Linked DNA regions of Mus musculus: regions 1, 2, 3, 4, 5 and 6 are each linked to region 7. A link is a contact called in public ChIA-PET and promoter capture Hi-C data. All regions are on one chromosome and are shown on one strand. The core of a region is the stretch at or near the end of the contact, and the rest is flanking DNA. Distances in the headings are between cores, read along the strand shown.

Region 1 (3,764 bases), core at 815-3,314, 460 kb before region 7:
CCACCCCCATTAACATGTACTGGAACTCTGGAGGTAAACCAAAAAAGGCAAACTGACTTATCTTTCACCTGCTGCCCAGAGGTTAAACAAACAGATTCATCCCCCACACTTATTTCAAAAAGCAGTTTACCCAGAAAAGCAGTTTCTGGGTCTGGCAAAGCCATGCTCTCCCAGTCCCTGATCCTACATGGCACGTTCTCCTGTACCCTCAGGTACTGATCAGCAGGGTTTGGGTGTGCCAGCCTCTCAGAGCAATAAAAGTCTGCTTTGTGTAGAGGTCAGACTGGGTCTATTCTCTGTTTTCCTCATTTGACTTCTTACAGACCCAGCCCTATGTATGTATTTGGCTCTTGTTATGGTTACAAGAAACTAAGGCCCTGTGACTGCTGAAAAGCGTAGTGTGCTGGTTCATTTCTTGTCAATTTGACCCAAACTAGAGTCTTCTGGGAAGAGGGAATCTCAATTGAGAAATGAGAGTGCCAGTAGGCAAGTCCATGGCCTGTAAGCTAAAATAAGCCCCTTCCTCCCCACATGGCTTTGGTTATGGTGTTTATCAAAATAACAAAAACCAAACCAGGACACAAATTTCCTCCTTGGAGTGTTTCATATTTCCACCCAGGGATTCCAACCTCACAGGCAAGTACCTTTGCCAGGATACTCCTGTGTGGAACTATATGAAGCCACAATGAGATTCGAATGGGCTATCATACTTGTCCAAATTATTTCTACCTAGATCACTCACAGTTGAACTTGAATACCCTTCTCTAGTCCAAGAGGGGCCTATAAGCCCATGCACATCACTCTAGGCAGTTACAGTGGCCACACTTCCATAGTCAAACCCCGTTTTGCACAGGCCAGACCTTGCTTAGCTTCAGAAATCAAGCTGCATTCAGAACAGTATGGCCATAGTCTCAAACCTCTTTTTGTTTCCTGGTCCAAATCCCATTTCTAAAGTACAAGCTACCCGAGACACTGGCTTCCTCTACCCAAGGTGTGAATAAAGTGCAGCCTTAATTACTGCCACCTCTGAGCCATAACCAGTAAGGCCTTTACCCCCTCACTAGCAGTGGATGCAGCTCAGTGGTTTCAGACCCCAGGACAAGGTGCTGAGGTGTATATTTTACACACCAAGCAGACCTGGCCTCCAGGTTCTCCAAGCATCTCTCAGTCCCTACCTAGCATACCCTACCCCCAACCCTGAACTTTCCAGCCCACAGGCTCTTTACTATATAACCCAGACTTTTTTTTGTTTGGTTGGTTTTCTCTCTTCCTCTTCTTCCTTTTCCTTCTCTCTTTCTCTTCTCCCTCCCCTCTGTCTCCCTTCTCATGGCGACTTCCCTGGCCTCCTTCCTAGGGCCAGTGAACTCATCGGCACAAAAGCAGCTTCCCGATAAACCTATATATATACTAATCTGGCTTGAATTGGCTTACTTCACCAGTGGAGAAATAACTTATCAGTTTCTCAAAGCCACGAATCTCTGTCATTAACTCGCAGTGAACAACTGGAGAGCAGAGATGTTTCTTCAAGCTCCCTAGAGCTTCGCTTTGTTTTCAACTAGTTGCTGCATAGGATTGTCTGGGATGGAAAACGTCAAGGCCACGTATCATGTGCTGATACACAGAGCGGAAATGCGGTGTCCAGCCACGAGGCAGGCGAGGAGAGAGCGCACAGGACAAGGAAGAGCCAGATATCCTGGGTGTGGCTTGGGCAGGCAGGGGCGTGGCCCCCGCGCGGAGGCGGAGCTTCAAGGTGCAGGCCTCTCTCCTCACCTGAGGCTGGTTGGGCTGAGCCTGAGCGATGGCGGGGTTGGCTTTCCGTTTCAGGAAGCGTGTCAGCCAGCCCGTGGCTGTCTTTGGGGTCGCCGCCGCTGGCTCCGCCTTCGCTCCCGAGGTCTGTACGCTCTGACTGGACGTGGAAGGCTGGGCTACCAGACTGGCCCGTTTGCGGGCCTCCCGGAACTCGGCTAACCGCTGTTCCATGGTGCGCAGCCGCCCGCTCGCCGGTGTGTGTCCAGGCCTGTCCTCGGCCGCCGTGCGCCTGCGCACGTGGCCCTCTGTTGCGCCTGCGCGTTGCATGAGCCCGGGTCGGAATTTTCCAAGGCTTTGTGACGTCTGGTGACCCTCCTGTACCTGGAGCGGTCCTCGGTTCTCGAGAGGAGAGTGAACTGAGTGTCCCATCTCCTCCGGCTAAAAGGTTGCGTTTAAAGTATGAGAACCGTCAGATGTTCCGGCTCTTGCCCGGGCCGCAGAACTCAGTTCTGACGTGTTTGCTCCTCACCTCAGGTTCAGGGAAGAACGCATGCGGGGAAGCCAGTGGTCAGCACCGCAGAAAAAGCGTCTCGGGACGCGGGAGGAGACCTGTGATCTCTGGGAAGTTTCCCGTGTCAGAAAGGCAGGATGCGTCCTACCTTCTAACTCTTACTGCAGTCTATCAGTCTCGCTGAAGGTGTTCACACCTCCATTTTCTTAGCATTTAGTTTGCTTGCTACACTAGAAAGATGCATTGACTAGACAAGAAATGTAAAACAAACGAACTTACTGAGGAAAAACTTAAATACACAAACCTGGGGGGGGGGGTTGTCAAAAGACTTTAAAAGCTAAGGATAGGAGGAAGCCAGACTGAAACTGTCTTATGGCCATCACAGGGCCACTCTTGAACTCCCAGCAGCGTGTTTGCCTGCACAAAACCAAACGACCCAACCTTCGCAAGCCCCCACTCCTAACTGGGGAGCTACTTATGGGTGATGATTTCGGGCGGGGTAGAGAGTCAGTTTCATGTAAGCCCTGGTAGATCCTGGTGGATTGCTCCATACCCATGAATGGGAATTTGTGGACTTCTTAAAAAGTGAAAAAGAGGACAAGGTGCGAGAGGGGTCAATGTTGGAGGAGTTAGAGGAGGAGAATGCATATGACCAAAACATACTAAAAATATATAAAATCTATAAATCGTAACTATAGTGTGTAACTACCATCCAGTAAAGAACATTTCTAGAACTCTGGGTGTTCTTATCCTTTCTTGCAATTAGTATTTACCCAAAAATTAAAATTTTAGATCTTACAGTTTTACAGATTTTTAAAGCTCCAAGCTAAGTACCAAGGATTTAGCTAAGTAGCACTTGCAGAATTGAGTCTCAAATACTTGTTGGATACTACTGAGTTCGAGTCAAAAAGCTAGAAAATATTCATTTAACAAATGTTTGTCTAGGGCTATGTGTTGAGTTCGGCACCAAACATTAAGGATTGAGAGCAGGAGGCAGGGATCACAAATGAAATAAAGACCTTTGCTTTCTACATTCTAATTGGAAAGATTTTTTTGTTGTTTTGGGTTTTTTGTTTTGGGTTTTGGGTTTTTTTTTTTTTTTTGGTTTGTTCTTTTGTGTAATGTGTGTGTGTGTGTGTGTGTGGTCTGTATGTCAGTGCAGTTGCTTGTGGAAACCAGAAGAGGGTGTTGAGTCCCCTGGAGCTGGAGTTCCAGGCAGTAGCTGGGGAAGCATTCTTAACTGCTGAGCCATTTCTCCTACTCCCAAAGTGGAGTTTCTATGGCAGTGTCATGTTGAGAAGCTATGAAAATCTCTTTCTCATCAGTCATAGGCCTGTTTCCCCTTAGAGACTGCAAATCCTTTTTGTTCATTGCATTTGTCACCCGACAACACTAAAACCTTAGAGCACACAGGGAAGGCGCATAGAAATAATGCATGGCCATCTGTGGCCTGTGGTGATCAGTGTCCCTGGTAAATGCGGTGCCTTCAGAAGGGTAAGAGAGG
Region 2 (4,222 bases), core at 880-3,379, 340 kb after region 7:
CGTTAAAGGCCACATAATGAAACATTGTTTCAAGAAATAAACAAGCAAACAAACAAAAAAGGAAAGTAAAATACTACTTGGCTAACTCATAGAATATATACCTGCATATATATTTTACCTTGAGGGATGATAGTGTTTTAATTTTTATGTTTTTAGTGTTTCCATGTCTAATTTTCATTTAAGATTCCTTCCTTTATTCATTCAATCATAAATTTACTCACCCAGTCAATAGATGTTTACTGAGAACCTGCTATGCACCTGACACATCCTCTGTAAATTCACAGTCTGGTGAGAAAGCAGTGTAGAGTCAGGAGGTGTATAATACAATGTATAGGTTCATCCATCTTTCAGCAGAACAACTGAGTGACTAGAAAAGGTTTCACAACAAACATATTTCCTGAGCTGAGTTTTGAGGGATGAGGAGTCTACCAGATCAACTGACAAAAAGGGCATCGATGGGGCACGTACTTTCCATGGGGACACTTATTATAGCATGAGATGTCGTTAATACCGAATAGGTCAGCATGGTGAACATGGAGCATGGGGAGAGGGTCTACTGAGGGAGTAGGCACCTAGAAACAGAACTGAGCCTGAAGAGACCTATGTGGCATTGAATACAGGCAGGTGTCTTTGCCTCCACTCAATAGTAAGACTTACAGAGAAGGCCAGAGTGGAGGACAGTCAGGTTTTTACTCTTTGCACCACAGTGCCTCTTGGGGCTGGCCCATCCTTGATGGTCCTTTGATGTTCTGGCCTGAACCACTTCAAGCTCTTAGGGAAGAACAGGGCTGACTCTACAGTAGGCTCTAACCATACTGGCCACACACTTGGCATGCCTTTGTACCAGAAGCCACAAGAGAGCTTTCTCCAGCAGTGCTGTTCCTAGAAAATGGCATGTTGCACCCAATCAAGAAATGATAGAGGAGGCTGGCTTCTTGGCACCCAGCTGTCTTAAGCAGTCCCTTTCCATTCCTTCTGCCAGGAGTGCATCTCTCTGTTCTCTCATTCCCCTCCACCACAGAGAGCCACACATACAGCAGGAGCTCCACCCCAGGATTTTATAATGCTGCATAGGCTTTGGAATCAGAAAGACCCAATTCTTGCACTCACTGTAACGGCTGAGATGAACAGAACAATAATTTTGTGTGTTGTCAAGAGTGTGAAAGAACTAGAACACTGGTCTAGGGTTTCTGGGAGTATGGGATGGCCCCCATATCTCTGACACTACAGTGTTTAATAAAATGTTAAATATCCCCAACTAAGGAGACTGTTCATGGCAGTGTTATTCAAAATAACCTAAAACTGGGGCAGGGGATCCAAATCCACTAGATAAATAAACTGAAGTGTAAATTCACAAAATGGAATGCTACTTGGTAGTAAAATTGGAGCAACATGGTGGTACATACACTATATATACATCTCAGATAGACTTTGTGAAGAAAATCAAGCTGGATACAAGAATACTGGTCTGAAGTTCAGGAATGAGTAAAAACCAACACTGGAGGACAGAAGCCAAAACCTTTGGTTATTGCCAGGTGGTGGTGGCGGCACACACCTTTAATCCCACTCAGGAGGGGGGGGCACTGGATCTTTGAGTTTGAACCCCTACTGCTTTACTTGGTGAGTTCCAGGACAGCCAGAACTATGTGAGAAATCCTGTCTCCTAAAACCAATAAACAAACAAACAAATATTAAAAATTAGTGTGTCTGGGAGTCAGAGCAGCAGCAACTATTTTCTGGAAAGAGGTATGAATGACAGAACTCCAAGGAATGATAGAAATGTATGTAAATTAGAAAGAGAAAGAGAGAGAAGTTGAAGAAGAAGAGGGAAGAAGGAAAGAAAGAGGAGAGGAAGGAAGAAAAGGGGGGACAGAGGAGGGAGAAAATAGAAAAGTCCCGGTCTGGTTCCCAGGTGTGGCACTGTCACGTATGGACATTACTTTCTCATAGGTGGTTTTTGGAATCAACCAGGCGAATGCACGGAAATCTCGTAGCTCAAGAGCCTGACAAATACTGTAAACGTAGTAAAAAAAAAAAAAAATAACCCTTGCTCTTGGTCCCTTATCCACCATCTTCTCTTTTAAGAACTGGATCCCAGGGCTTGGGGTGTGGCTCAGCTGGTAGGAGGTTTGGTTAACTTGTAGGAAGTCGTCAGTTCTATCCCTAGCACAGCACACACTGGCTGTGGTGGTGCACACAGGCAATTCCAGCACTCAAGAGGTAGATATACAAGGAGCAGAAGTTCAAGGCCATCCTTGGTGCATAGAGTCTGAATCCAGCTTAGCCTACATAAGACCATGCCTCAGAAACAAAACAAAACAGACAGCAAACAAATAAGGACTGACATGTGAAGCTTTGTCCACCCCCCACCCAGCCCCCAAAAAGACCCAGTTCCCACCTCTGGGCTAAGCCAGAGCCCCAGGCAGAACTCTGAAGCCCTATAGCACTCACCCTCACAGTACCCACAAGGCTCAGTGACTAGAAAGTTTCATCGAATTCTGAACAGGAAGCAGCAGTGGCAGCTGATAATCTGTGACCTGAATATAGCTATCCATTATCTCACTGTGGTTTCTTGTTTCCCTGACAGAGGAAACGCCCACGACTTTCTTGAAGTTATTCTAAACACTCAGTTCCTTGTTCGGCTCTGGCAGGATAATGTTTCCCCTGGGTGCCCCGGTGTTTTGAGCTGCAGCCTCCCTGCCAGCCTGAGGCTCAAGCTCAGCGGTCAACCTGTGGGGCCAACTGTCCCCTCCACGGAGGAGACAGTGACAGGAACAGATCAAAAATAGGCCATCAGTATCTGCAGCTATTGGAAGAAAAAAACAAAAAAACAAAACAAAACAAAACAAAAAAAAAAAAACCAAAGCAAAAAACCCCTCAGACATAGAGCATCCACTTCTTGTTCCTCTTGAGGAAGGCAGCAGGCAGAGCTGCCATGTGAGGAGGGTGTGTACCACTGGCTTCTCATCACAACTAGTTCCTGAGTCACACGCCACCCTGAGTTTACTCTTCTGTGATTCTCTTCCCTTAAAAGAGGCAGATCTGCTCTCCTGGGGTATGTTCAGTTTCCAAATGAGGAGCAGAGACAAGCTCAAGACTCAGGATAAACAGAATTGTCCCGTTAACTCAAGTTCTTACGAAGCCCAATAGTCCAACATGGGCATGGTGGTACAAGCCTTTAATCCTAGCACTTGAGAGGCAGAGGCATTCAGATCATTATCCTGCCAGATAATGAGTTTGAGGCCAGCCTGATTTGCATAGTGAGTTCGAGGCCAGTGAGGGCTATACAGTGAGACTCTTGCAAAATAAATGTATAAACAAAGAAATAACCCACCCTCGGTGTTCAGGAGACTCGGCTAAACTACAAGGCAGGCAAAGTTTGTCTCTGGCTTCTCTTCTTCCAGGACATACTCTACCCCACCCTCCATCAAAGCTTTTTGGTTTTATTTCAAGATGGGGTCTTGCTATGGAGCTCAGGCTGGCTTCAAATGTTTGATCTTCTCCCGGAGCCTCTCCTGCGCTGGCTTACTGGTGAGATCATCGCATCTGGTTCTACCAAAGCATTTGTGGCAGTGCACCCCTTTACCTCTGTATCTGGGAGTCACTCGGTCTGTGGAACACACCCCTACTTTTGAAAAGGAAGTCTCAAGATAGTAATTCTGAAACAAAGGACCCCAGTTCTCATCACATGTGGGAGACTGTTCTCTGAACAGCAGGGCCTCTGGGCTCACTGGGACCCCCTGCTGGTTACCACGTTTGCAGTTAATGCTCTAAGCGTAGAGTCTGGCTTAAAAGGGTTTTTTGTTTTTTGTTTTTCTGAAGAGGTATAATCTGTAAATTAGTGTAGATAAAACTAGGGAACTTGTAACAGTAGTTGACTTGAAGGGCCAGGAAATTAAATATTGAAAAGCTGGTTTGAGCTGCCTGTAATCTCAGCAGCTGGGAGGTGAAAACACCCTTTCCTCTATGGGCTAGCCCAGGACTCGCTTCTATGGGCTAGCCCAGGACACATAAGACTCTGTATTTTTTTTTTAAAAATGAAAGAAAAAACAGGAGGAAAAAAAGCAAAGCGGAACAAAACAACAAAACACAACGCCACACCACACCAAATCAGAAAAGCTGTTTTTACATGCTGCAGAGCTGAAAGCAAGAAGATCCACCAGGAAGGTCAGAGCAGTAAAGGATCGATCGCTCAGGGATTCGGAGGCTGACAGTAAATAAT
Region 3 (3,755 bases), core at 1,054-3,553, 290 kb after region 7:
ATGAGAGCTGTTGGGGGGGCCATGTGAATCACGACAGCCTGCTGGGAATTTCCTAATAACTAAACTAGAGTTTCGGGGTAAATCCTCAGGCTGTAACACCTCTGTTTACATTTTGATCACGTTTGTTTACAATTAGTGGCTTCTTAAACATAAACATAACTGGCCACAGTCTTCTAAAGGAAGTAGCAAGTTGCCTCTGAGATCTATGGAATCTCTGATTCAGTGGTCCTGTGGGTTGCTAGCAGCTCAGCTGCGCAAGGAAAACGTATTCTGAAGAACGATGGTCACCTGCCTACCCAAAGCTGGGTATTCAATGTGTACTTTCCTATCCAGAGGTTGGCATTCTGGGCCACTGGCTGGGGTAAAGTCAAGCAGCCTCCTCCTTCCTACCTCCTGGCATTCTTTTCCAAGGTCCAGGTTGACAGTAAAATGTTGTAGGCTCAGGCTTATGGAAATAAAGCAAAGCTGGGGCACTAATGAATGGTGCGGGCTCAGGCACCTCTTCTGTGGAAGGAGCATCAAAATGACCACTGGTCCTTGGCTCTGAGGCACATGTTGCAGTGACTGACCCTTGGAATCTTTTCTGAGCACTCCCTACTTTGCCTGAGGGGTGTGTGCATGTGTGCATGTGTGCATGTGTGCAAGTGTGTGCATGAGGGAGGGTGCTTTGTCTTCAAGATGTTCAGGGCTCATTTATACATGACCTGTCTTTATATAAGCCTATTTTATTAGATAAATTATTAGATAAATAATTGTTTTCGTCTTAACGTGATGATGTAAAATGCTGAACACAAGTGCATTTACAGTGTGGAATTGGCAACAGAAGAGATGGCTAGGCTCACACCCAAAAATAAAATGTGTAATTATTTTTTTAGAATGGCTGATACGAGGACGTGTTTAAAGTTTTTAAAACAGTGTGAAATAGTATTCAGTGAAAAATAAACATTCCTTTTATCTTTTCCTTCAGACCCACAGCCTCTCTACTACAAGGGAAGAGCAGACACCCCCACTGTTGTTGCATGTTGATAGCCCACACTAACGAGGTTTGAGTATTCCTTGCTTTTTTTTTCTATCCTGTTACAATGTACTGTTCATGTTACTGTTCACATCACTGACTGCTCTTCCAGAGGTCCTGAGTTCAATTCCCAGCAGCCACATGGTGGCTCATGACCACCTACAATGGGATCTGGTACTCTTTTCTGGTGTGTCTGAAGAGAGGACTGTGCACTCGCATACATAAAATAAATAAATCTTTAAAAAAAAGACACCCCCCCTTGATTGCTTATTTGTGTCTGTGTGCAACCACAATACCAGTGAGGTATGCACTCAGTCCTGATCTATGATCCTCTGTATTGGTTGTATTCTTTTCCAGACAAATAAATGGATTGTTCATTATAGGCATTTTTCAAAAGACCCATTGACACTTCCATAGCAGCTGCTGTGCCAAGACTTTGCTCCCACAATCCTAACATAGTAACCATTACTGCTTTTTTAAAAATCATAATTATTTTTGAGGATTTCACTATGTAAATTAGTCTGGGCTTGAACTCGCAGAGATCCACCTGCCTCTTCCTCCCTAGTGTTTAGATAAAAGACGTGCACCATTAAGTCTGGCCCTTGCCATAAATTTTAAAATTGTCTTTCAAAGATTGACCTTAAACCAAACAGCAAATCTGAATAAAATCTGACCTTGCCTTTCACCTTCTGATGACAGTATTACACTCCCTGACGACAAACTTCACTCTTGTCTTCTGATTCACTGCTTGCATTAGTGGCATTTGGAGAACTCAGCATTTGACATGTGGGAGCCTTTGTTAGTAGGTATTTTTTGTTGTAAAGGAACTGCGACTTATACCCCTCTATCAGACATCTGAATCAGTGTCGTAGGCAGGTAGGGGGACAGGTTGGAGAAGAACTGATTAAACCACTAAGGAAGAGGCTTGAGATCAGCGAGCCAATGGCTGGAGCGCCCTCACCACGCTACACTGGGGCCGCACTAGGTGAATGAAAGAAAGGAAGAATGTTCAAGCCGCCGGATCATCGCTCGATCCAGACAGACTGCGTTAAGTTTGCTCAGCTGGAAATTCCGTGACTTCGTCAAAGTTGGGAAGCAAGCGCGGTCCAGTTGCGGTGGGATGCAGGAAAAGGAAAAGGAGAGAGAGAGAGAGAGAGAGAGAGAGAGAGAGAGAGAGAGAGAGAGAGAGAGAGAGAGAGAGAGAGAGAGAGCCGCCCTCCAGCAAACCTGGGCGGGGCCAGGGCTCTGGCGGGCCCTAATAAAGGGCGAGCAGCGCCGAGCAGAGCCTGTAGCCCCAGAGCTCTGTCTGTCATCCATCCAGTCCTTGCGTGTCTGCCAGCGCCCTTCCGCTGCAGTCACCGGTGAGTGCTGTTGGTCTGAAGCAAGCCTAGCGGGATGAGGCAGCCAGGGCTCCCGCATGCCTCCCTTCCCACTACCTTGGCTGGCGGAACTGTGGGCAAGGTCACCACTCCAGCCCTTCGCGCCCCTCTACAGAGAGGTTCCATGGTGTTGTGCGGATTCAGAGCCCGCAGAGGGGAGAGACTGCCCGGCTTGGGGAGGTTGGTCACTGATGGCTTGCCCCGCAGGACACCTGGAGTGGCTTCCCTTGGTCTGTAGTAACTCTGCCACCTTCAAGCTGCTCCGCTTCTTGTCCTGACTTCTCCTTCCTTTGCAGAACTGCTGTCTAGAGCCCAGCGGCACTACCATGAAAGTCTGGCTGGCGAGCCTGTTCCTCTGCGCCTTGGTGGTGAAAAACTCTGAAGTGAGTGGTCTCGCTGCTTTAGCACCATCAGGAAGGGGCTTGCAGGATCCCTTAAGCAGCATCAGGGGAAAAATGGGGGCTGCACGGGGAACTTAGGCATCAAAGGCAGGTCCAGGCTTTCCCAGGAAATAGGACAATGTATCAGCGGAGGGCTTGTGCACCCAAAGAGGTTTGCACTATCTGGCAAGGGAGGAAGAAGCCACGGGGAGTGCCTTAGCCCAAGGGCACCTGGTTTGTGTGAAGTTTGCTTGAGTCAGTCCATGTCTGGGTGCTGGCTAGTAATAAACAGAAAGGGGAGAGACAGACAGGGGTGGGGTGGGAGAAAGAGAGAGAGAGAGAGAGAGAGAGAGAGAGAGAGAGAGAGAGAGAGAGAATATTATGAGTGAATGAATATCACTGGAAGGGATTTTGAGGTGGGGACCTGTTTATCCTGAACATGAATTCCCTAGAGCATGTCACCTTCATCTCTTGCAGGGTGGCAGTGTACTTGGAGCTCCTGATGAATGTGAGTATCTGCTTCCTTGCACAATAGTTGGCTGCACAGAGACCCTTGAAAAACCTTAGGAGACATACCCTCCCTGTCCCTGCTGAAAGGCTGGCTCCCCACTTGATCCTTGCTTACCCCTCCTTTGCATTTGCTAGCAAACTGTGGCTGTCAGAACGGAGGTGTATGCGTGTCCTACAAGTACTTCTCCAGAATTCGCCGATGCAGCTGCCCAAGGAAATTCCAGGGGGAGCACTGTGAGATAGGTATGGGGATTTGGACTTGGAATGTGGGAGTGGGGGAGGACCAGAGATCTTAGAACAGGGACAGATGGGTGGGATGCAGAAGCAGGCAGAAGCTGGCCTTGGAGGTGTGGGTCTGTTACCCCAGCACTTAGGAGGAGACTGAAGCCTGGCCTCCATAGTAAGTCCTTGTCTCAAAAGGCGGGCGAGGCGCAGCTAGAGAGACAGCTTAGTGATTAAGAACACTGGCTG
Region 4 (3,868 bases), core at 941-3,440, 360 kb before region 7:
TTGAAGTTTATTTTCCCACATTTAGCCTTGAATTCTTTCCTTCCTTCCCCTGCCACGGAGGAGGAGGAGCAGCAGGGAGGGGAGACTTCGAGGGCAGCTGGAGACTTATCATCCTCTCCTCCCCCTCCCCTAAACAAAGCCCCCAGAGCAAACTACACACACACACACACACACACACACACACACACACACACACACAAAACTCTCCTCCAGAGATCCTGTCAGGGCTATCACAAACTGACCACCTTCTTCCTCCTCAGCACACCCAGATGCAGCAGACGGGTATGTGGATCTTTCCAGAACCCCCTGGAAGAACAGCTGTCTTTTGAAACTCACCACTAGCATCACTATCACGTAACCTTCCACGCCCAGCCCCTAAACATAGGGGACAGGTCTACTCAAAAGCAACAACACACCTAGTGGTGTAAACCTGCTGAGGGCAACTCTCTGATGAGCCCATGATCTCTCGGGCACCTAAAATGTTTCTGTGAATGTCCATCTGAAATTAGGAGGTAGTACCAATAGGATGTGTTTAGGTTTTCTCAGTTGTCAATGGTACAATAGTTCAGGGCAGGACAAGGATGAAGACAGGTTTGTTCCCATTTGACAAAACAGGTAAATGAGGCTGGAAAGTGAGAGGCATGAGACAAGTGGAAAGAAGTGGGGGCTGATGTCGATCAGATCTATAATGATTTGAACAGTCTACCCCTGCTCCAGTTTAATCCTACCATTATTGTTAGAAGGCCAGGAACAGGATGGATGGATGCTTGGGGCTGAGCCCTCAAGAAACAGAGAAGAACCTCTGACCCTAAGTTGGCTCAAGGTTCCAGTTGAGATGGTCAGCCAAGTTTACCATGGTGAGGTCAATGGTCTACTGGGTGTGTGCATTCTCAGATAAGTGACTCCACAAGCTAACATCAGGGAAACATCCCCTCACCCACACTATCCTCGCTCCCTAAAAGGGCACTACCTGAATTTGGGTGTTCGTTTGTGCAACCTGCTGTTTTGACAAAGCTTAATTCCGAGTCCTTGAGGGATGGCTCAGCTTGCTAAGACTTCATGGAAGCCTGGGACCGTCCCGAACATTCCAGCCACAGACCTTCCTCCGAGGCACTTAGGATATGTCCGAGCTCCCTGCCCCACTCAAAGTGCAGCAACTGGCGGGTGTGTTTTTGCTCACACCAGGTCTGGGGGCCCTCTGCTGTATTCAAGTTTAGAAAGGTCGAGCGGGCGCGGCAACGGCCCTGGAGCGGGAGGTGGTGACGCGAGGGGTGGCACCCGGCTCTGCTCCCGGACTCCGGGAGCGTCTCCAAGGAAAGATAAACTCCTTTATCCGCCCCACAGCCTCCCTCCAAAGAGGGAGGCACCCGCACACCCACACTAAGCCACCGCGGGGCCCAGTTCATCCTGGAGTCAACCCCAAGTTCTCTCGGAACTTACTAGGTACTGACCAAGTCTGCGCGCGTGGGGGAATCTCCCTGTCCCTAGACGAAAGACACAGATCTTTGCGACCTGACACCTGATGAGGCATTTTCTCCCGCCACCCAGGGACTTCTGGTTGGGACTGGGGGGTGGGGGGTCGTCTTAAACTGTAGGAGGGAGTATCCCCTTCAATACCGCTATAGTCCCAACAGCTTCAGATGCATGTGGAGGATTCTGGCGACCGACGGCTCACCTGTAGGATCTTGTCCAGTCCCTCCTGACTCAGGCACGGAAACTCCTTGAGTAGATGCAGTTTCTGTGTATAGTAGTTTTTCTTGGCCTCCTTCCAGTGTGGCTCCTCCAGCACTTCGAAGATCGCTGCCCCGATGGCCAGGTAGAATATGATGGCCGAGGTGAGTAAAGGACCCCGGTCCACCATGACTCTGGAATGGCCACCTCCTGGAGAAAGAGTCCCCTAATTCCAGCAGCTCCGGGTTCACTCGTCCTGCAGCCCTGGACACAGCTGTTTGAATTTGGAGCTCCGCATGCGCAGTGCCCGGTACCCCCGCGCGCCGCTCCCGGGACAGTTGCTTGGCCAAGTTGGCTCCCTGAACGCGGGGAACTGCGTGGATCACGTTCTCACAGGCCAGGGTGAGCGCACATCAAAAGGGGGTTGGGGCCACCCCAATCTCTCGATCCTGAAGGGTAGGGTGAAACTCAGGACCCACACCAGCAGACACGTGTGCCGCCTCTGCGCGCGCGACAGTACGCCCAGCGCGCCTCCGCAGGGCTCTTTAAGCAGCTCTCAGCCCGCCCGCTCGCGCCAGACCCTGAAAGGGGTGGAGTCCATTCGGAACCCGCCCCTGGCCCCGCCCAGCGCGCCTGAAGTCATTACACCAAACACCGGGTTCTCCAAGCTCCAGGCCAAGGCTTCATGGCCCCACCAGACTTCCAGGAGCCACACAGTCGCGGGATTTGCGGTCTGCGGGACTCCAGTTGCGTATTAGAAATCGATATAATTCGCTAAAACGGTCATGCACCTTACTGCTGAGGTCAGAAATACATTGCCAGTGTTACTATCACATCCAGATGTTTCCCCAATTATTCCTGGGGCTCACACACTTACTTATCTGACCCGAGTAAGGAGATTGGATCTGAATTAGGATTACTGGGAATTAATCCCAACCACAAATGGGTGAAGAACCCATCCCAGGTCATCTGTGTTCGCGACACTTCTGAGAGAGGCGACAGACAGCCACACCCACATTACAAGGACCTCTTCCTTACTCCCAAGCCTGCTTAAAATTACAACACCACTTCCCCCTTACCCACCCCAGCTGGAATATCTACTGGAGAGACTAGAAATGCTTTCCACTCGGTGATGCATTTATCCACAGGCCTGTTAATAGCGATAAACACTCAGACCAGGTGTGGTGGTAGTGTGCACATTTAGTCCCAACTAGAGAGGTATACCAACTTTGTCTACATAGGGAGTTCTAGGCCAGCCAGGCTACACAGTAAAACCTTCTCTCAAAAATAAACAAATACTTGATAATAGGCAGAAGATGTGAATACATCTGTCAAAACTCGTCTGAGTTACTCCTCACTCTGCTTGCTTCTCTGAGCATTTATAAACCCTGGGCAGACGACATGTTTTTGTATCGTAATCGGGGGTTTGTCGTTAGATCTACTTTCCAGGAAAGAAATGGAAGCTAGGCAGAGCCATTTGGGCAGCCTCCACTGTCTCAAGTCAGGGGTGCTGACTTGTGTGCCAGAGCCACAGCCTGCCCCTGACCTCTGTGGCAGCAGATGCAACAGAGGCCAGAGTCCCTGGCACTACCCCCTCCCCAGGGCCTTTTCCTTCTGTGGGTGATTAATCGTCACAGGCCGAGAGTTGCAAGAAGGTTGTCTGTGGCTCTTGAAATCTTGCTGCATCTGCAGAGCTAAGGATGGCTCCACACTGCTGATCAGTCAATCATTTAGATAGGGTCTCCCTGTGTAGCTCTGGTTATCCTGGACCTCGCTATGTAAACCAAGCTGACTTTGAACTCACAAAGATCCACTCCCTACACTTCCCAAGTGCTGGAATTAAAGACATGGCCACCACCTCTGGCCTTCAATTGTTTGTAGCTCTTGTTTGAAGATTGTGAACATGCCCTGAGGGAGAAGTCTGAGCAGGAAACCGAGAAAACTCAGGTTTCTAGGGCAGGAGAGATGGCTTGTCAGTTAAGAGACTGACAGCCCTGTCTCGAAAAACCAAAAAAAAAAAAAAAAAAAAAAACAGAGAGAGACTGACAGCTATTACAGAGGACAGAGTCTCATTTTCCCTGTAACTCCAGTTCCAGAGTATCCAATGCCTCTTCTGAGCTCTGTGAGCACACACACACACACATAATATATGTATATATGAAAATTCAGGCTTTCTAACTTTGTGTCCCAGTGCCTG
Region 5 (3,702 bases), core at 805-3,304, 490 kb after region 7:
TCCTAAAGATAGGAGAAGTTGGGAAATGAAAGGCAGGACTAGGATTAATGCTAAATCACATCAAGCTAATTAATCACATCATGTATGTTGGGACTATGTGTTTAATGAAATTAAAAAAAAAAGCCTGTGTAGACTGGAACAAACTGAGGATATAAGTGAAAAGTCTTGAGCTGGACCCTGACTTTGTTGTATGAGTTTGCCTGGCAAGGATATAAGCCTTTCCGGGCCTGAGACCTTTCCTAAGAAGGAAGCGGACCAATGTTTGGAATTTAGACTGTAGGTACTTCTCCCAGAGCCCTCTGTATTTTATGCATACATTTCACTCATGGGATACATTTCCCCGCTTAGGGAAACTCTATGGTCTTCCTTAAATCCTCAAAAGATCTATGACTTACAGCTAGTTTGCTGTCTTAAAGAATGAAGTAGTTGGGCTGTAGAGATGGCTCAGCGGGTAAGAGCACTGGCTGTTCTTCCATAGGTCCTGAGTGCAATTCCCAGCAACCACATGATGGCTCACAACCATCTGTAATGAGATCTGATGACCTCTTCTAGCCTGTAGGCATACATGCAGGCAGAACACTGTATACATAATAAATACATCTTAAAAAAATACTTGAGTTGTCTGGGTGTGAGTAGACAGCCAACTAGATCCCCATCTTCTAGTTTGGTGTTTTGAAAAATAATGTACCATTTTTAAGGGTCGATTAGCTTGATTATTTTCATTCATTGCTTTTGAAATGCATCCTGTACTAAATAGTGGAGAGCAGTGAAAAAACTAACAAAAATCTCTGCCCTATGGAGCTTAAAGAATACAGACAGATAAATTAAACTAAACTACCCCCTCCCCCAAACACCAAAAGCAAATGCCAACTAAGAAAAAAACTCCCACCCCCAAGCAATCTAGGTATAATATATAGCATAAATTTATGATGGATTTTATGAAGAAAAATATCTTCAAGTAAAGAATGCTTGGACACTGGAGGGGGAGTCTGGCATACTTGGAAGAAAAGTGTTACAGGTAGAGGACATAGCAGGAGTCCTAAAAGAACACCACCTTTCAAAACCAGTGCATGCTGTCAGCCATACAAAGACACAGTGCAGTCATTGATATACAAGCCAAATTGTATAAACATTGCTGTTTATGTAGTTAAACTACTGGTGGAGCAGGGGGATCGGGTATAGGGCTTAACTGCAGCCCACTCCTGGCAGCGAGTGCTGCGTTAGGGGCTATAGTAACAGGGCTCTCCTATTGCAGGCCACAGAGATGCTGGTTCATAATGCCCAGAACCTCATGCAGTCTGTGAAGGAGACTGTGCGAGAGGCTGAAGCTGCTTCAATCAAAATCCGAACAGATGCTGGCTTTACTCTGCGCTGGGTCAGAAAGACTCCCTGGTACCAGTAGGCACCTCGTCAAATCTGGCTGGTACATACACCTCTGCTAAAGAGAAGAGAACCATCTTGAGTTCCAGAAGCCATTCAGAGTTGTCAGGAATGGAAACATCAATCCCTGGCTTCACACACCAGAAAGGAACATTTATACTCTTGTCATGGGCACTTTGAAATGTGTCTCTCTATAAACCCTGTACTTTCAGTTACTATGCGCACTCTCTCCCATGGATTTTACAGCAGCTCAGAATAAGCGTGAACACTAGCCGGAAGCCCTGCTCTGCCCCGGGGGTCATTTCTGTGTTTACGGTTCACCAACTCCCTTTCCCCACTATAGGCTCTCAAGACCTAGAGCTGAGGCAAGTCTAAATAACTGTGCTTCCAAAGTTATTTTGGGTTTCCCCCCCTGCTGCTGACCCTGCCTACCTTCTCTGGGCTGTGCATCATTGCTGCAGGAAAAAGTGGTCTCTGGAGAGTTCTAGCTTGTGCGGCCTGGATTCATTTCCTGCTTTCTCCCAGTGTAACCCTAGTTCCTCACAATGGGAAACCAACTTTCACTGTTGTGAGGAAATCATTATTTCTGTTTTTACCATGCCACTAACTAGTATGTGTTATGGAAACTTCCTGTCTCACATCCTGCCTTGTTTGGTTGCCAAGGTAACCATCCTGTAAACACACTGGTGCTCTGTCACTAGAGGAACAGAGTCACTGGGGTGTTATCCTGCCCATCCTCCCAGTGGGGCCACTCCCAGATTTTCTATGCTTTGTCACTGCCAGTAGATGTCTGTGCTGAGGCCTTGGCATTCATTCTTCGCCCTTATTTTCTTTAATTTCTGAGCTGAAGTGCTGCATTTACTTTTAACCAAATCATCCTAGGCTTTGGCAGTCTTCTTCTGTATGCTTCTTTAAACAAGACTTTAAAGATACATAGGTATGTGTTTGTCTGTAATCCCTCCATCCCCCACTTTTTTCTTTTTTTTAAATTTTGAGACTGGGTCTCTTTATGTTGTCCAGGCTAGTCTTGAACTTATGGATTCAAGTGATCTACCTGTGTCAGCCTGTTAGCTCCTACCACCACACTTGACTTTGCTTGTAACTTTGAAAGGTTCATTCAAAATTGAGACTTAAGAATTAGGGCTTGCTCCTTAAGAGACTTGAATGGAAAGGCAATCTTGTCTGGGAGACTAGCATTTGCAGATTATACTTCTGGTGCTTCTAGGGAAAAATCAGTAGGAACTATTATAGTTCCCAGTTGCTTTTAATCAACTACAACCAAGCATTTTTCATCCTTCCATAAATACGAAGTATTCAAGAATAATGAGTATGGTATCTATTTATCAGAAAGGCATGTTTCCTATTGGGCAAAGTTAGTGTAAAAGTGACTTTCCTTTTTTTTTGCATTTATCCTGGCTGTATAAGCATTTCCCAGTATACAAATGCTTCTTTCAGAAATCAGGAACCAGACGAATACAGGAGTGAGGCCTTCTTCCTGGATGTTCTTCCCACATCTAGTATGTCCAATCCCAACACTGAACTTGTAAATCTTAAGTTGACCCTGAATACTCAGGCTCCCCCTATTTCTTTTTGCTGATAAAAGATTCTTTTCAAAGCTCTCAGCAGATCTGTATAGTTGCTTACCTGATATAAATGCATATCAATGCCTTTAAAGTATGAATCTATGCCAAAGATCATTTTTTGTCTTACTAAAGATTTCTTAGAGGAACTAAGAAGAATCATGTTTATTCTCCAAGTTCCTTCAGTTCTGGAGACACATGTCCACCAGATGTGCTTTCTAGTGTCAGTGCTTACAGTACAAGGAGGCAAAAGGAAACAGTCCCTGAATGACGTGTTAGAGATGCCACCACTAAAAACTATGTTTATAAGCTAGGACTTATATGTAAATGTTTCTGCCTCTTCTTTTGTTCTGTTTAAAACAATAAAGTACATTTATATGAATAATGCTCTAATTGAGGTTATTTTACTAACAACTTTAGGTCAGACTTATTTTGTATTGAAGCTAATTCTCAAGGTCTGGAAACCAACAGCTTTATTCAATCCATAAAGGAGTTATATAATAGTGTAGTTACGTAAGAGGGTCTGCGTGATCAAGAACAATCTTGGCAACAATTCTAGCTAATGTATTCTTATACATTAGAAGGAGAAGAAATCACAAGTTACCAGTGGGCAAAGCAGCCAAATGTAGGTCACCTCCTGGCTAGAGACACCCTAATTTTAGTAGAGACCACCAGTGTCCCTTAAAAAGCTGAAGTTGTGAAATGTGAGGGACACTTTTGTTTGTTCCCAACCCCAGTACAT
Region 6 (4,231 bases), core at 1,147-3,646, 270 kb after region 7:
CATTTTGCAAAGCACTTCCATTTTGGTTGAACTTTGACAGTTACAGAAACTAAAGCAATTCCCCAAACCTAGCAAAGTACCAGACATAACGGAGTGCATAGTAAGTACTTAATGACTACTAAGTACTTGGATGGGAAGATGGATGATGATGGATGAAGGATGGTGATGAATATAGTGGGCATGATCAAAGCTATAAGGACCAGATTTGTGCAAGATGCTGACAGCCATCCTAACTTAGTTATCTCCCAGAGTGGGGGAGGCAAATGAAGGAGAAGAGGCAATGAAACTGTTCTTTGAAGGCCCTATTCTTGTAAAGATCTCTTAAAATGTGTTAAACCCCACGTTCTCTTTTTCTTCTAACCAAGATCACTGGATTGGAGCCTTCCCTGGAGAAGGACAGCTGTTTCTGAGTCACTTCAGGAAACTGCTCTTTTGCCTCAGGCCTCAGACAGTGCTGCATCTCAGCTTGAGTTTCTATCCCAGAACAAAGCCTAACCCAACCCCTACATGACCTTGCTGCTGATAACCCTCTGTTCTCACCCAAAACTTCAACTCAACTCCCAACCTTGAGTTTGACCACCACGGCTGGAACTCGCTCTATAGGGAACTCAGAGATTTGCTTGCCTCTCCCTCTTGCATGATGGGATTAAAGGTGTGCGCACCATGTACGGCTTGGGTCCCATCTTGACTTAGCCTTGTCTTACCTAACCCAGGTACATCTTTGTTTCTGATGCTGAAGAATCTCAACTAAGTGTTAGCCAGGGTGACACCATTTTGTAAAGGTGGACAGTGAGAGTTATGGAAGCTAAGACCATTTGATTTCCAGAATTTAAGTAACTTGTTTCTCTAGATTCTTTGAGACCCAGTACTGGCCATCCAAGAGAGAGGTTATCCACCATCTGGCAGTGTGGAATTTACCACTTCCTGTTAAAGAAAAAAACCAACTGAGGGCTAAACCAGAAAGATTTTAACCTCTTTCTCACCCTTCCTTTCCTGTGAAAGATGTAATAAGAGACTGCCACTCTGTCATGTGGGTCTAGCCTCTCCTCAGAGAACCTGTCATGTTACTGTCTGCCTGTCTATCTGTGGCTGCAATAACTCTTCTAATAGAACTCTTAACCCAAAAGAAAAATCTGCCTCAATGGCTACTTTGAACTCCAAACTTAAAAACTTTGATTAATTTGTGTTTGTTTCCTTCCTTCATTTGTGTAGAGACAGGAGCACATGTACATATTCCAGGCTGGCCTCAAACTCACTTACAGTGTAGCCAAGGATGCCCCCAAACTTCTGATCCTCCTGCTCCTACCTCCTAAGTGCCGGGATTACAGGCTTATATCCTCATGTTTATTTTTATGTTGTGAATGCCATTGAACCAGAGTGATTCATGCATGCCTGCTGAGCTCTCTGCTAAGTATATCCCTAGTCCAGCTATAGAGCATTTCCATGTGTAATCTCACTTACCACTTAAAACTATATAATCACCCCCATTCTACATGTGAGATAATAAAACTTATTGTAAAATATGTTATTCAATTCCAGAGTCCTTGAACTCACCCTGTAGACTAGGCTGGCGATCAACTCACAGAGATCTGCCTGCCTCTGCCTCTGCCTCTGCCTCCGCCTCTGCCTTGTTTCTGGAGTGCGGGGATTAAAGCCATGCACCACCACTGCCTGGCTCTCTTCAACTTTTGCAGGGAAACAGAATGAGGTGACAGGAAGCAGCTAAGGGTCTGGATCTTTATCCAGCTATGTTCTCCGCCAAGCATGGTCACACACACTTATAATTCCATCACTCAGGTAACAAAGGCAGGGAGATTGCTGCAAGTTTGAGAGTAATTTGGTAGCCTGGTTACATAGTGAAATCCTGTCTCTCCCCCCCCACACACACACACACATACACTCTCACGCACATGCATACACACACACACACACACTGAAGTAAATAAATATGTGAAAAAAGTTAAGTGATAAGGCTGAGGACATAGCTCAGTTGGCAGAGTTCATGCTCAGCAATCAGGAAATCCATAGTTCAGCCACCATCTTCTCAGATATGGGGTACTGTGACACGTGCTTACAACCCAGCACTTGGAAAATGGAGGCAGGAGGATAGAAATGAAAGAGCCACCTCAGCTATGTGTAGAGTTTGGGGCCAGTCTGGTCAAAGACGCTGTCTTAAAAATAAAAAGGAAATGCGGCAGAGTGTAGAGAAAGGAGAAGAGGCGGGGCTTGCAGTCTGACTTGCAGGTGAGACTTAAGATGGATATTTTCTTTCACAGGCACGAGAATTTCCATTCTTAGCACTCAGAGGACATGTGATGGGACACTTGTAGGACCTTAAGCCACTGCGCAGTGGTCAGCCCACGGTTGCCTTCCTGTCTGCCTTTAAAGCCGGCAGACACCACAGTGAGTCAGTCCTACCAACGCTTGACTCATTTTTGACCTAAATTTGGTGATCAAACACAATACTCCAGAATTTGGCATTGTGGCTTAAAAGTATGGTGGGAACATGGTTGGAGAGAGAGAGAGAGTTAGAGAGAGAGAGAGAGAGAAAGAGAGAGAGAGAGAGAGAGTGTGTGTGTGTGTGTGTGTGTGTTTGATATTCACACATTAGGGGTGAGGATGGCGGAAGTTGAGACAGGATTTCACTATATAACCAGGCTACCAGATTTGTCTCAAACTTGAAGCAATCCACCTGCCTTTCTTACCTGAGTGATGAAAATACAGGTGTGTGCCACCATGCTTGTCTGGGAACATAGCTGGAAAAGGATCCAGACCCCTAGCTGCTTCCTGTCACCTCATTCTCTTTCCTTGCAAAAGTTGACAAGAACGACATTGCCATTTAAGTTAGCAAGAGAACTGGAGTGTAACTCGCTCAGTAGAGTTGCTCAACACCAAATATCCCAATATCTTGTAAACGGGGTGTCGGTTTGTAATCCCAGCACTTTGAAGGTAGAAACAAGAAAGAAGAGTGTCAGAACAGCCTCAACCACACAGCACGCTCCAGGCTAGCCTAGCATTCTTGAGATCCTGCCTCTAAATTAACCAATCAATCAACTAATTGTCAGAAACACTTGGATTTAACCTCTGAGTCACCTCTCTCTTGCTGTGCAACCTTGGTCACGCCCCCTGGCCTCTATCACTGTGTGGTTCCCTATCTATAAATCAGAGCTACAAACTCCCAGCACTGTGTGCGATTTAGTAACACAAGAAGAACTTAGCAGTATGGATGCCCAAGAAAAAGTCTGAAAATTAAAGTTATTTTATTTCATTTTGCCATGCTTCCATCTGAACTTAGGGGCTCAAACTCATGAGGCAAGCACTCTGCCACCAAGAAGCACACACACACCCTCTATTTGGAGGTCAGAGGACCCATTGCAATAGTCAGTTCTCTCCTTCCACCCTGTGGGGCCAGGGGATCAAACTCAGGTCATTATACTTGGTACCCTTACCATCTTGCCAGCCCCTCAGCCTTATCTCTTTACAGACCTTCATTTGGGTCAACTTCTTTGTCTTTTATACCTGACCTCATACTTTATCCCTTTGTATTCGGGACAGGTTTCTTGGTCTTCATCCTAAGTTATGTTTCTGTGTCTTTGCTGATGGTTTCTCGTGTCCCGAATCCTTACATCTCATTCTCAGAGCCCAGTGGATTCTCCTGTTGTGGACTTTTATTTATTTGTGGCTTTTTTGATGGTAGAATAATATGTAACTTGAATCTTGTTTGTTTGTTTATACTGTAGTAGGACATAAAAACAACAAAAAGTTTCTTTTTCTCCAGATGGTGTGGCTCAACACTTAGGAGACTGAGCCAGGAGGTATGGTGAATTAGAGGCCAGCCTGGAGTGCTCTATGAGATCATCTGAAACTACTTTATTAACCTTTAAACCATTTTAAAAATGTTATCCCATTTTAAAATATAATCCTTTGAGGGCTATGGGGCAACATGGCACTGCATGTGTGGAGGTCAGAGAATAACTTTTGGGAGTCAGCTCTCTCTTTCTAGCCTGTGGGTCCCGGGCATTATACTCAGGCATGGTAGCAAGTGCCTCTACCTGCTGAGCCATTTCACTGGCCCCCTTTAAACTATTTTAAAGGTACACAGTGAGATGGCTCAGTGGTTAATGCCTTTGTTGCCAAGCCTGGCCATCTATGTTTGATATTGTGAGTGCATACTGTGCTATAAAAGTGCCACTCACACACGAAGTAAATAAATAAGTATATGAAAGTCAAT
Region 7 (3,963 bases), core at 243-2,742:
AGCAACAGTCTACTTATTTATAATAATAAAATAAATCTTTGAGAAAAAAACCTATTCATTCTTTTTTTAAAATTTATTTAATGTATATGAGTACACTGTCACTGTCTCCAGACACACCAGAAGAGGCATCAGATCCCATGACAGATGGTTGTGAGCTACCATGTGGCTGCTAGGAACTGAACTCAGACTTCTGGAAGAGCAGTCAGTGCTCTTACCCGCTCTTACTCCAGTCCTATTTAGTTCATTCTAATGCTTAACCCAACCACATATGTCATGCTTTAAGAACCTAAAGTGCAGATTGAAAACAGAAAAAACACAGGTGGGCAGTGGTGGCGTACACCTTTGATTGGGCTCTTAAGAAGCAGAGGCAGGCATATCTCTGAGTTCCAGACCAGCCTACTTTCCAAGTTCCTGGCTAAGACTACGCAAAAAAGCCCTATCTCGAAAAACCAGCACACATACATACATACATACATACACACACACACACACACACGAGAAAAGGGTTTGTTTTAAAATATTTTAATGGCAAACCATGGTCACAATTCAAAGCAAAGCTAGCAGTATTTAAACACTGTGCCAGTCTATACTTGAGACACTGAATTTGAAAATTAAAATAACTTTAAAAATGAGCATAATCTAAATGACGAAATCTTCATTTTACGATTTCTGCTTATTGACTGCAAAATAAAGAAAAATAATTTCAGTTCTTAATATTCTTAATCCATAGTATTAGTGTGGTAGATGGGCTCTCTCTGAGAGCCTGGACTTTTAAGGAACTTTCAACTGCCTCTCAATTTAATTTAAATAAATCTGTTTATCTGTACACACACGTCCTCCCTGGCTCAGAAGAATTTCACTTTTCCTTCTAAAGAGTAAGTCGTGTGTTTAGAGGCGGCTTGTAAAACCCTTTCTGTTAAGTGTACCACTTCCTATACATGGGACTTTTTTGCCTCCTCTTTGTAAGATGGCTTTTTCCCCTGCCCCGCAGCTACGTCTGGGTTCCTAGGTCACCCCGGGATCCTTCATCCTGGTCCAGTCCCATACGGTTTTCCCGATTTCCGCGCGGGGTGGCATCTGAGGGCCGAGCGCAAACCCCCTGCGGCTGGCGCTAGCTAGGCGTTGTCACCCGGGAGCAGGCGTGGGCCAGAACGCGGGCGAGTCCAACGGCGTGCGGCTAAGGGGTTCCGGGGCCCCTCGGTGCGCCCGGGCAAGCCGGGAGTGCAGCTGTCGAGGAGCCGGAAGCTCTTAACGCGGGCGCCGCGCCGACCACAGGCAAAGCAGGAAAGAAAGGGGCTCACTGCGGCGGACGGCCCTGAGCCCGCGTTAGCGACAGCCCGCGCACGACGCCCGCCCGGGCCTGCAGGGCGAGCGGGAGACCGAGGAGCAGCCTACGCCTCGGCCCGGCCCAGCGGGGACCCGCCCAGGGGCCACTCCCCAAGGGAGGCAGCCAGTCACTCGCCCGCCCCGCCAGGCCCGCTCCTGAGGGGACGGACTCCCGCCCGCCCTCACACCGCGCCTCACGCCAGGCCCCCAGGCTTCGGGTACCTCTCACCTTTGACGACGCGGTCGGCCCCGAGAGGGGGCGGTGGGGGCGGGGGCGGGGGCGGCGCGGCCCGGGCCGGCTCCGGGGCGGCCATGCTGGGCCCGGGGCTCGGCTAGGTGCCGGGACGGGCGGGGTTGGGGGCGGGGGCGGCGGCTACCAGAGCCAAGCGGCGGCGCCGCCGGGGAACATGGCGGACCCTCTTTCCCTTCAGAGGGGCTAAGACCGTCATGCATCGCGCGTGCAGGGGCGGGGGCGGGACAAGCTCCAGGGACTTGAGCAAAATTACCGAGGCTACTACAGAAACGGAAACAGTCCAAGGGATCAGGTGAAAATTCCGTACATGCAGAAAGACAAACCAGTAAAGAGAGGTTGCAGATTAAACTGAGGGGCTGTTGATAAAATGCAAGGGGAAAAAAGGACGGTTTTTTGGCCGCTTTGGAGCCCAGGAAAATGAAGAGGTGTAATTTGATCTCAGAATTTCCCAGGCCTAGACAAATATATGACAATTTATCTACAAAATCTAAGTGATAATACTATGGCCAGAGAGAAAAATGAAAGAAGCATCAGGGAATCTATAGAGTGGCATTATCATTTAAAATGAAATTTTCCCTTTAATACCAGACCTCAGGAGGCAGGGGAAGGCAGAACTCTGTAAGTTCAAGTCTAGCTAGGTCTAACCACTCAGGGCAACAAAGTGAGACTGTCTCAACAAAACGGGGCCCTAGAGAGTTGCATAGAATTCGAACTCTTGCTTTGAGAGTTTGGAAAAGTCCAAAGGCACATAAATTCAGCTGGAAAAGTCTAAGCACCACGATTTAAGAACCAAAATGGATCAAGGGAAGTAGGGAATGACACCAAGAGGTGTCCTGAGAACCTGTAAGATTCCCCTGGAAAGCCATTGCCTCTCTCGTAATTCACTGAGCAAATAAATTTGAAGGCAGAGAGATGGTTCAATGGATAAAGGTGCTTGCAGCCAAGGACTGTGATTTAAGTTCCTTAGGACTAATCCCCATGGCCGAAGGAGACAATGGAAAGAAGGAATTAGACTCCTTCTAGTCTGACATCTACTAAAACTTGTAAATAAAGAAATGAAATAGAAAAAAATGGAAAGCAGAGACTAAGTAGGTAGAAAATAGGAAATTAGTTCCTTATCTTTGTACATACTCGGAATTTGAATTTGGGCAACTTGCAGAAACAGATCCAAGTTGACCAGCATCCAAGAGGTCAAGAAACAAGTACAGGTGGTCCTTAACAGTTATTAATAAGATGCTCAGATGCTGAAGGCATAGGCCACCAAACCCAGTAATGGAACCACAGGGCACACAAGGTATTAAAAGAGAACTGACTAGTACAGCTTACTCTAGCCTTCATGTGTCCTCCTCATACATATGCACAGTCATTACACTTCTTCCAAAAAGATAGAATTGTGTGTATGACACGAGCAGTGTTGAATGGTTCAGGGGCCAACATATCTACTAAGGCCCATGTCTCTATGTTATAGCATCCAAATAGGATGAAACAAGAAAGCCCTCTGTATCTTATTACTCAGTAACACAAGTTCTCAGAATCTGTCCTCAGTGATTAGGAGGGCAACGTTCTCAGCATCTGTTGTTTCTTTGTGTTCATCAGTAAGATCAAGATCTGGAATAAATAAGGAGGGAAAACCCAATAGACATTCTTTGCAAAGGGAACCTTCCAAATTATTTTCTTTTGTGTGTTTATGTGTTTTACCTGCATGAATGTCTGTGCACCACATGTGTTCAGTCTCCATAGAGGGCAGAAGAGTAGATTATATTCCCTGGAACTAGAGCTACCAAATATTGTGAACCACTATGTGGTACTGAAAACTGAACCTGGGTCCAATACATGAACAGCTTGTTCTCTTAACCATTGAATCATCTCTCCAGCCACTACAAAATACTTTTCAAAGGAAAGAGACTGTTGGGAGTGTGTCATGGGTGAAGATAGCTCTCATTATCACAGAGATATTCTGACTCTTAAGGGGAAAGGAAAGGGAGCAAGGCAATAGGAAGAGCAAAGGATTGGAGTCACATCACACACCTGGAATGCAGAGAGGAAAGGCACCAAGGCTGGTACTGTACTGGGAGTGAGTTTGTCAAGGTGGTTTGAATGCCCAGAAGACAAGGGGAGGAATGGAGAATGTAATGCACTGAGTGTCCCAGGCAGGGGAGGGATAGTTAACACGCTAACAGCCATAACAAGAGGGAAAGACTCTTAAAGATATGTTGACTCCATAAGTGAGTTTGTTTTTTTTGTTTGGTTTTTTGGTTTTTCGGTTTTTCGAGACAGGGTTTCTCTGTGTAGCCCTGGCTGTCCTGAAACTCACTTTGTAGACCAGGCTGGCCTCGAACTCAGAAATCCACCTGCCTCTGCCTCCCAAGTGCTGGGATTAAAGG

The links. Promoter capture Hi-C pulls out the DNA fragments that hold promoters and counts their contacts. ChIA-PET counts read pairs in DNA pulled down with a chosen protein or histone mark.
Region 1: a contact with region 7 is called in an RNA polymerase II ChIA-PET map of memory CD8 T cells, with 19 read pairs. The contact joins the promoter of Saysd1 here to the promoter of 1810062O18Rik in region 7. A contact is called at or near these places in 2 of 39 promoter capture datasets (liver and pre-B cells) and 1 of 115 datasets of contacts at active chromatin or transcription factors (memory CD8 T cells).
Region 2: a contact with region 7 is called in an RNA polymerase II ChIA-PET map of memory CD8 T cells, with 27 read pairs. The contact joins the enhancer-like site here to the promoter of 1810062O18Rik in region 7. A contact is called at or near these places in 2 of 39 promoter capture datasets (liver and stem cell-derived epiblast-like cells), 2 of 115 datasets of contacts at active chromatin or transcription factors (effector CD8 T cells and memory CD8 T cells) and 1 of 9 other capture datasets (adipose tissue).
Region 3: a contact with region 7 is called in a promoter capture Hi-C map of liver, with 2.6 times the contacts expected there. The contact joins the promoter of Plau here to the promoter of 1810062O18Rik in region 7. A contact is called at or near these places in 6 of 39 promoter capture datasets (embryonic stem cells, hippocampal neurons, liver and 2 more), 2 of 115 datasets of contacts at active chromatin or transcription factors (memory CD8 T cells and microglia) and 1 of 9 other capture datasets (pancreatic islet).
Region 4: a contact with region 7 is called in an RNA polymerase II ChIA-PET map of memory CD8 T cells, with 36 read pairs. The contact joins the promoter of Kcnk5 here to the promoter of 1810062O18Rik in region 7. A contact is called at or near these places in 1 of 39 promoter capture datasets (pre-B cells) and 2 of 115 datasets of contacts at active chromatin or transcription factors (effector CD8 T cells and memory CD8 T cells).
Region 5: an RNA polymerase II ChIA-PET map of memory CD8 T cells shows a contact between it and region 7, with 27 read pairs. The contact joins the enhancer-like site here to the promoter of 1810062O18Rik in region 7. A contact is called at or near these places in 4 of 39 promoter capture datasets (hippocampal neurons, liver and pre-B cells), 2 of 115 datasets of contacts at active chromatin or transcription factors (embryonic stem cells and memory CD8 T cells) and 1 of 9 other capture datasets (liver).
Region 6: a contact with region 7 is called in an RNA polymerase II ChIA-PET map of memory CD8 T cells, with 15 read pairs. The contact joins the enhancer-like site here to the promoter of 1810062O18Rik in region 7. A contact is called at or near these places in 3 of 39 promoter capture datasets (liver, pre-B cells and stem cell-derived epiblast-like cells) and 2 of 115 datasets of contacts at active chromatin or transcription factors (bone marrow-derived macrophages and memory CD8 T cells).

What each region holds. Positions count from the first base shown.
Region 1 is chr14:20,081,108-20,084,871 of GRCm38.p6, forward strand. Saysd1 (SAYSVFN motif domain containing 1) reads right to left here and starts at 2,065. Exons shown (of 2, transcript NM_026209.1): 1 at 1,771-2,065. The coding sequence starts at 1,980.
Region 2 is chr14:20,882,747-20,886,968 of GRCm38.p6, forward strand. No RefSeq gene overlaps it. Among named protein-coding and RNA genes, the nearest start is that of Gm30212, 3.6 kb to the right of the region's middle. Within about 2 kb of position 2,130, at least 21 of the 459 cell types and tissues checked have an H3K27ac peak or open chromatin away from gene starts, as enhancers often do. A contact at or near this core is called in memory CD8 T cells, where this site is marked.
Region 3 is chr14:20,834,359-20,838,113 of GRCm38.p6, forward strand. Plau (plasminogen activator, urokinase) reads left to right here and starts at 2,304. Exons shown (of 11, transcript NM_008873.3): 1 at 2,304-2,376; 2 at 2,691-2,777; 3 at 3,252-3,282; 4 at 3,420-3,527. The coding sequence starts at 2,721.
Region 4 is chr14:20,179,592-20,183,459 of GRCm38.p6, forward strand. Kcnk5 (potassium channel, subfamily K, member 5) reads right to left here and starts at 2,191. Exons shown (of 5, transcript NM_021542.4): 1 at 1,676-2,191. The coding sequence starts at 1,861.
Region 5 is chr14:21,030,332-21,034,033 of GRCm38.p6, forward strand. It overlaps Vcl (vinculin), which reads left to right. Exons shown (of 21, transcript NM_009502.5): 21 at 1,256-3,345. The coding sequence ends at 1,402. Ap3m1 (adaptor-related protein complex 3, mu 1 subunit) reads right to left here. Exons shown (of 9, transcript NM_018829.4): 9 at 3,411-3,702. Among named protein-coding and RNA genes, the nearest start is that of Ap3m1, 20 kb to the right of the region's middle. Within about 2 kb of position 2,055, at least 204 of the 459 cell types and tissues checked have an H3K27ac peak or open chromatin away from gene starts, as enhancers often do. A contact at or near this core is called in embryonic stem cells and memory CD8 T cells, where this site is marked.
Region 6 is chr14:20,809,080-20,813,310 of GRCm38.p6, forward strand. No RefSeq gene overlaps it. Among named protein-coding and RNA genes, the nearest start is that of Gm30108, 17 kb to the left of the region's middle. Within about 2 kb of position 2,397, at least 41 of the 459 cell types and tissues checked have an H3K27ac peak or open chromatin away from gene starts, as enhancers often do. A contact at or near this core is called in bone marrow-derived macrophages and memory CD8 T cells, where this site is marked.
Region 7 is chr14:20,544,801-20,548,763 of GRCm38.p6, forward strand. 1810062O18Rik (RIKEN cDNA 1810062O18 gene) reads left to right here and starts at 1,493. Exons shown (of 6, transcript NR_033571.1): 1 at 1,493-1,544. It overlaps Ppp3cb (protein phosphatase 3, catalytic subunit, beta isoform), which reads right to left and starts at 1,773. Exons shown (of 14, transcript NM_008914.3): 1 at 1,556-1,773. The coding sequence starts at 1,640.